Regions from separate parts of the Ostrinia nubilalis genome. Here region 2 is linked to region 1. Evidence: chromatin contacts called from public Hi-C data. All regions are on one chromosome and are shown on one strand. Each heading gives the region's core, a stretch centred on a gene start, on an enhancer-like site or on the middle of the called end of the contact. The rest is flanking DNA. Distances are from core to core; before and after follow the strand shown. Region 1 holds the start of LOC135075172 (AP-2 complex subunit alpha). Region 2 holds the start of LOC135075161 (glucocorticoid-induced transcript 1 protein-like).

Region 1 (4,355 bases), core at 690-3,189:
TGTAAAAATAATGATAAACAGCTAAGGTATGTGTTAGTTTTTACTGAACCAATTTTATTTTTAGATGATCACATAACTTGTCATAATGCCCACCCACCTTGTCAAAGTACCCATTAACATTCAGTTTCATTCTAACATCAAATCATGTTGAATAAGCAATAAAAATTATTGAAATGAATTAAGTACCTACTTGTTTTATTGAGAAATAATTGTTAAATGTATGGTAGAAAAATATTATGCATTAGGGTGGATACTCTAATCACTAGAGCATCCACCCTAATGCAGACACTAGTCTAGTGTCACACCAGAAAAAGTAATAGGTACACCATTTCAATGACAAAACCGAAATGTTAATTTTCTTTCAATTTTAATCATTTTTGTTTCTATTTGTTACCAGTTTCTTTCATATTTGAGTTTCCTAAATAAATAATACTTTCTATAATTTAATTCCTTTCAAAAGAATGGTGGTAATAAATGTATACAGGGTGTGCTCTTAATTTTAAATGCAATAACATGAATGAATACATTCTGGGTCTACTGCTTGTTTACCAAATTTACTATTTAAAGGCGAACAAATTATATTTAAAGTTTATATAAAAACAATGCTAAATTGTCATTCTAATAAGAATGTTTATGGCTTTCACGACAAATAAGAGAAAAAAAGACATTTTATAAGTTTCTAACTGGTTAGACAGTCTTGTGATTTTGAATAAAAAATATCCAAATTCTGCACAAAAACAATTTAATTGCTATTATTGCTTTAAACATAATTCTGATACATAAACAAGGCTACATTTGACTGAAATAAAAGACTGGAAAAACATACTTTGCTAAAATTGAAACAATGACAAGTTACCAAGGCAGACCATATTATCACAATACATCAACAACAAATTCAGGAATAATAATAATAAATGATCAAATTAAGCCCAAACATAAACTATAGGTTTGAAAAGCTTTTTACTTACCAATAACATCCGCATTATTGAAATGAGTGGAAAACCATGCGTCGTCTCCGAATTGACCTTTATGTGTTCTTCCATTAGCAATGTCTTTGGGAAAGCCACATACTACCGAAACTAAATACGGATATTTCTTATTTGAAACATTTAATTCAGTAGCACTCGAGAAACTCAGAAGTCCGTTTCTAATAACACGTGATACCACTCTGCCTGTCCAGAAAATAGACTGCATCATTCATTAGTTGTTTGGACTTTACCACCAGCCATTCACCAATGAACAACCGATACAAATAACACCATAGTCAGAAACATACTATAACTAAAACTGATCACTGCACCAACACCATTTACAAGAGACCACCACAGAATAATTGGTAAAGAAAGACGTATTTTACAATACAATTCCCATGATCTTTGGATCTTACGTCTTGTGACCGTGCGAGCAACCATAAACTAGAGAATAATGGCAACCAGAGACTATAGAGCTAGTAACGTCAATTGAGCTGTCAATAATAAAGGCATTGCTACACAATTACTTTATAATGCCACGGTTATGATTAGCTCTTTAGCTCATTTATCAAAGAACACAAGTGCTAATGGTAATCAAAATTCAAATAGCCTACGAAATGTAAAGAATCGTCGTTTATTTAACTACGGTTTAATTAGTAATTAATACCAATTGTTTAATTTTTGGTACTTAATCAATATTTTTCTTTCTTTCTAGTAGAGATCCGCTCGAAGTAACAACAACTTTAAAAATGCTTACAAATATATCTTCATCATCGTCCCTTCAGTTTCTGCTTTCAGCTAACATATTCACGAGCTAACTATTTTGGCATAATTTTGGTTTTGTGGTTTCGTCGACACTGACTTCTTCGAAATCGAAATTCGATTTTCGCAGATGTGGCCCAAGCATTATGATATTGATCCATAAACAATTTATTGGAGAAGTGCCTGTCTTTCTGACTGACGTTTCAGTTTTCACAAATCTATGGTAATGGAAGGCGTTGTAGAACAAAGCTCATCTTCGTTTTGTGGTACTTACAATTTAATGACGGCGGCTGATTGATTAGTTGGAAGTCGAAGTGCAATTACGGAAATTACACCCCCTACATTGGTGCCGGTCACTTGGTAGTGGATTTTTTCGTTGGAAGAGTAAAGAAAAGGCATAAAACTGGTGTTCGATAAGTCACTTGGCAATATGCCTGCCGTTAGGGGCGATGGAATGCGAGGACTCGCAGTCTTCATATCTGATATACGGAACTGTAAAAGTAAAGAAGCAGAAATTAAGAGGATCAACAAGGAATTGGCTAATATTCGAAGCAAGTTTAAAGGCGACAAAACACTTGATGGATATCAAAAGAAAAAGTATGTCTGCAAGCTCCTGTTTATCTTTCTCCTGGGCCATGACATCGACTTCGGGCATATGGAAGCTGTGAACTTGCTTTCCTCCAACAAATACTCAGAGAAACAGATTGGGTATCTATTCATATCTGTTCTTGTGAATACTAACAGTGACCTGATTAAGCTCATCATTCAAAGTATCAAGAATGATTTGCAGTCCCGTAATCCCATCCATGTCAACCTGGCCTTGCAGTGTATCGCAAACATCGGTAGTAAAGATATGGCTGAAGCTTTCGGCACTGAGATTCCCAAACTACTTGTGTCTGGGGACACTATGGATGTTGTCAAGCAATCTGCTGCACTTTGCCTCCTCAGATTGTTTCGTAAGTCTCCTGAAATAATACCTGGAGGTGAGTGGACATCAAGAATTATACATCTTTTGAATGATCCACACATGGGTGTGGTTACTGCTGCTACATCTCTGATAGATGCACTTGTCAAGAAAAATCCTGAAGAGTACAAAGGATGTGTCACACTTGCAGTGGCAAGGCTGAGCCGCATTGTTACAGCTAGCTACACAGACCTCCAGGATTATACATATTACTTTGTACCAGCACCATGGCTTTCTGTGAAGTTGTTAAGACTTCTCCAAAACTATACACCTCCCTCCGAGGAACCTGGTGTAAGAGGCCGCCTATCTGAATGTTTGGAGACCATATTCAACAAAGCTCAAGAACCTCCCAAGTCAAAGAAAGTTCAACATTCAAATGCTAAAAATGCTGTTCTATTTGAAGCAATAAGTCTTATTATTCACAATGACAGTGAACCTAACTTACTGGTGCGTGCTTGTAACCAGTTGGGTCAGTTCTTAAGCAACCGGGAAACCAACTTGAGATACTTGGCCCTTGAGTCAATGTGCCATCTTGCTACATCAGAATTTTCTCATGAAGCTGTCAAAAAGCATCAAGAAGTTGTTATACTGTCAATGAAAATGGAAAAAGATGTATCAGTGAGACAGCAAGCTGTAGACTTGTTGTATGCAATGTGTGACAAAACAAATGCAGAAGAAATTGTTCAAGAAATGTTAGCTTACTTAGAAACAGCTGACTACTCTATTAGGGAAGAAATGGTTTTGAAGGTGGCAATATTAGCAGAAAAGTATGCTACAGATTTCACATGGTATGTAGATGTGATTCTCAATCTCATTAGAATTGCTGGAGATTATGTTTCAGAAGAAGTTTGGTACAGAGTCATTCAAATTGTGATTAACAGAGAGGAGGTTCAAGGGTATGCTGCCAAAACTGTTTTTGAGGCTTTGCAAGCTCCAACATGCCACGAAAATATGGTTAAAGTGGGTGGATACATTCTGGGCGAATTTGGTAATCTAATTGCTGGTGATACAAGATCTTCCCCTCAAGTTCAGTTTGAGCTTTTACACTCTAAATATCATTTGTGTTCCGCAGCGACACGCGCACTTTTGTTATCAACATACATAAAACTGGTAAATCTTTTCCCAGAGATTAAAAATCGTGTGCAAGAAGTATTCCGTGCTGATTCCAACTTGCGTTCAGCAGATGTTGAGCTACAACAGAGAGCATCAGAATATTTGCAACTTAGTATTGTAGCAAGCTCAGATGTTTTAGCCACAGTACTGGAAGAAATGCCAGCATTCCCAGAAAGGGAATCATCCATTCTTGCAGTTTTGAAAAAGAAAAAGCCAGGACGTATTCCAGATGATGTAAGAGAATCTAAGAGTCCACAACCAAATGCCATGCCAGCTCCAATTGTGAATTCCACAAATAATACTAATAACTCGAGTGCTGATCTTCTGGGATTATCTACACCTCCTGGTACAACTGCTCCTTCAGCTGGTAATGGGCTGCTGGATGTTCTTGGTGATTTGTATACCACTCCCAAAATAAGTCCAAATACTGTGCAGCAAAATAATATCAAAAAATTCTTATTCAAAAACAATGGAGTACTCTTTGAGAATGACATTATACAAATAGGAGTCAAAAGTGAGTTCAGACAAAATCTAGGGAGGATTGG
Region 2 (3,938 bases), core at 740-3,239, 170 kb after region 1:
CAGACGAAATGTCAAGCCGTGAGTACATGTCTTTTCTATTTTCTACTGTATTATGTACTTGGATGTCTAATTAACTATAGTTCAAACTTAGCTAGCTATTCAAAAATAGTTAGCTAAGTTTGTAATATAATTTAGATATACCTACAAAGGAGAATGAAATTAATTTAGTTTTTACTCAAAAATAATGAGAATGCTCCAAAGAGTATGAAAATAATTTGGAAATTATATTACAAATTACAGAAAACATATTATGTTCACTGATTTACTTCGCAAAATAAATTATATTCTTCAAAGAGAATAAAAATTACTTATAAATCATATTGCAAGCAATACTCACAGAAACCGGGGCTCATAGCATGTGAAGAGTAATCTCCAGAAGCAGTAGGTTTGTGTGGCCTCTGCAGACGACTCCGTAAGAAGCGGTCTAGTTTGTCATCTTCAGAGCCTCTAGAAGATCGACCTGAAGCTCCACCGCCTTCGTCAGTCTAGTAGGAACAAAAAACATCTTTGTAATGCATGTATACAGACTAAGAATGTATGCGGGTGTATAATTTTGTAATAAAATTTATTTTCGAGAGCCATTTCCTTGCACTGGATTGCAAAACAACATTATTCAAATTGTAATGCGGCAATTACAGTATGAAACAGATAAATGGTTTGTTTACATCAATGGCTATGTTTAGATTTAAATGGACATGAATACATTTTATGTATCTTTTACATATACTTTTGAATGGCACAATAAATACTTTAATTTATGTATACCTGAGTAGATTTGTCCACTTGTAGATGGCCAGCATGCAAGTAGTAGTCCCTAGACCATTGTCCTTTGTGGTACAAGGTGTCCAGGGAGGCTGTGCGTCTGATCACACTGGCACCAAATCTGCCTTTTCCTACAATTTAATACAAATCCTAGATTAATTTTAGGAATAGATACATATTATAGATATTGACTTCAACCAATGTTTCATTACACTATTTTCATTCATTATTTTACAACTCTCTAAAGTAATCCATTGTAATCAGTTAAAAATTGTAATAATTTCATTAGATATAATAAAAATAAATTATAATAATAATTTACATTACTTTTGACTTTGTAAGAGTTTACATTGCTGTTGACCTTGAAAATTAACATGAATGAATAAAATTGAGCTACAAAGAAATTTTTTAAGAGTATCAAATTCAAATTGGTTTCTAATTAGAAAAAAATATTCGAAATCACAGAATTAAAGTAAACAAAAAAGCGTACCTTTGTAATTGACGGCGCCGGGGCTCCTTTGGCCCGAGAGGGCGTGATCCGGAGATATCCGCCGCCACACGTTCGTAGGGGACAGCGTCGGACTGTTGCCGGCGTTCTTCTTCAGACCACCGCTCTGTTTCATCACCGACGAAACCGGTAAGGTGGCCCTCATCGGCCCTTGTTTCCCCACGGGACAGTCCGACTGTTTACGGACGCGACCCGACATTTTCAATTCTCCGGATCACCAAGATGTAACAAAGCGCCGATGCACCACCAACACTCACATTCGACACACTGCACAGTAAATAACCAAGGTTGCTTACCGACGCCGCACAGATTCTTTGTAGATTTTTAGGTACCGATAAACAATGATCAAAAAGTAAGTACGAAAGTTATTATTATGCGATACTGTAATAGACTACTCAGTAAATAATTCAGAAATAATATAAGAGTTACATTAAACGTCCGTATAATAATTATTACATAAAAACAGCATTACAAAGCGCACAAGTCACATTTTTTCTGCACAATGGATGAATGAAGCTGACAGATGACAAGAACATCGCGCCATTCCTCTTCTCATAAAATTTTAAACTTATTATCGGCAACTATCTAATGAATGAACAAACCAATTGATGTGAAATTAAAGAAAACATGAGGAAATCATTGAACTAATGACGATAATCGAAACAATGTACAATAATTCGTTGGCATTGCAATTAACAGCTGATTACTCCGCCATGTCAAGTTAGTCTATGGCAAATAGTAGACACCAATCAGTGTTATCAGTACAAAAAAAATTTTATCTATGGGTCTTATTACTTTTTAGGATGCTGGATTACTGAGCTTTAAATCGAATAAATGAGCTCAGAACAAAGAAAGTAAGATCATCACTATGGCCATCACACAGAGTACTGTGCCAACATGAAGAAATAATTTAAGGCGCCTTGAAACCTTCTGTTTGAAATAATATGTAAAAAATCTAATTGTTTCACGATCATTACCTTCGAAATTTTGTTTGTCGATAAAAACTGCGAGGCTGATGAATGCCTCTGGTGGTGGGGGAGTCGACACGAGATTCTAGTTTAACTAAGCTCATTGCATGTATGATCTCGCATCTCAACTTTCTGACAACTTCAGAATCGCAAATCATCCACATTACATGAGTGGGTCTAGACAAAGTGCCATTATAATCGCAAACCAGTCGAAAAGTGGTCGAAAAGCCCCTTTTTTGTATGGAATTTGACGGATTCGATTTTCGATTCGATCAAAAAGTGCGTTTTGTCTAGGGGGGCTGTACTATTTATTTAACAGGGTGATGGATTTATCGTATTCTTAACCGCGTACTCTCAAGTCTTCTGCTAATCTTTATCAAGTTGTTTCAAATAAAAAACGTGTTTTGATTTTGTCATATTTATTATTTATCAATAATTATTACAATCTATGTTTCTTGCAAGATAAATTATAAATGAAATATCACAAATTCACAATGCAAAATATTTAAACAAATTGCACCAAGCACTAATAATTTTTATTATCTCAGGAATGCAAACAAATAAAATATATCTCTCCACTCTTAATGGGTAGGTACTAGATGTGTGTATCAAGATACTAAAAGAATCCACAGGTATCTTAACACTTTTAGTATAAAATGAAGGTTGAAATTTATAAATATCAAATTATACATCACAAAAAGGAAGCAAATAAGTGATCACATTTCTTAGATTTATTTATATGTATAAAAGTGGAACTATTGTTTATAGGTGTGATATACTAAATCTAAAAGTTTTATTAGATACAAAATCCACACTAAGTTGTTGCCTTTGTCGTAAAAATGATTCGGCACCATAAACCCATTACATTCATCATGCATCAAAGAGTGCTCTACGCATAAAAGAGCCACCACGCTCTGTATGAAATCTACACTACACAATATATCTATATCCATACTAGCTTGCCTAGTACTTAGATATATTATAGTCTTGTACAGCTTGCTTATCCATTACTGGTTTCAGCTTGAGCAATTTTTTGCTTTTGTTCTGCGATCCATGCTTGAATTTTTTCTTTTAGTTCTGTGTTGGATTTCACTTGGTCCATGGACAGCGGAGAACGGTTGAAGGGATCCGACTGGTCGCTGAGAAGATGTCTGGAATAAAAGCACAGTTTACGATTTAAATAATTATTTACTTATATTGGTTATTGAAGTAATTTTTTTGTAATCTAAAATCAAAGAGAATAAAAGCAGTCCGAAGAAAGATATGGTGGTTATAATTATTTTCTATTTAAATAGAATATCGCTAACGATATAAAGCTAGCTTACGAGAGATAACAAAAATAAGGGATGATGGGGAGAGATAGCAGAACTACTGTGACGTGAATTATGTTGGTAAATGGTGAAAACAATATTTGCTGAACATAAACGTCTTGGTTTCGGCGTGTCTCACTTCGTCATTCGCGATGTGAAGTCACTGAGTGTGTCCATCGTTGACCCCGACCGATGGTGGTCCGATGTAGTACCGGCCCGATGGTGGTCCCCGAGCCAGGGAATACAAAGAGATCCCCCGTGTGAGACATCATGACGGATCCCCTTGTATCGCCAAGCTCGGGGAAGACGAAGATCTTCTGGCAAGTTGACCAGGATCTCGGTGAAGAGTAGACTTTGTTGCATATCATTCGAAGTCAGTTTGACTTATTT

Evidence for each region. A called contact is a pair of places that touch in the nucleus more often than the background predicts.
Region 2: a Hi-C map of whole body shows a contact between it and region 1, with 4 times the contacts expected there. The contact joins the promoter of LOC135075161 here to the promoter of LOC135075172 in region 1. A contact is called at or near these places in 3 of 5 Hi-C or Micro-C datasets (all in whole body).

What each region holds. Positions count from the first base shown.
Region 1 is chr10:9,684,149-9,688,503 of ilOstNubi1.1, forward strand. LOC135075172 (AP-2 complex subunit alpha) reads left to right here and starts at 1,940. Exons shown (of 1, transcript XM_063969530.1): 1 at 1,940-4,355. The coding sequence starts at 2,164. It overlaps LOC135075157 (protein phosphatase PTC7 homolog), which reads right to left and starts at 1,421. Exons shown (of 5, transcript XM_063969507.1): 1 at 969-1,421. The coding sequence starts at 1,197.
Region 2 is chr10:9,851,982-9,855,919 of ilOstNubi1.1, forward strand. It overlaps LOC135075161 (glucocorticoid-induced transcript 1 protein-like), which reads right to left and starts at 1,990. Exons shown (of 8, transcript XM_063969512.1): 1 at 1,873-1,990; 2 at 1,253-1,537; 3 at 766-893; 4 at 338-485. The coding sequence starts at 1,469. It overlaps LOC135075163 (ubiquitin conjugation factor E4 A), which reads right to left. Exons shown (of 16, transcript XM_063969514.1): 16 at 2,641-3,389. The coding sequence ends at 3,239.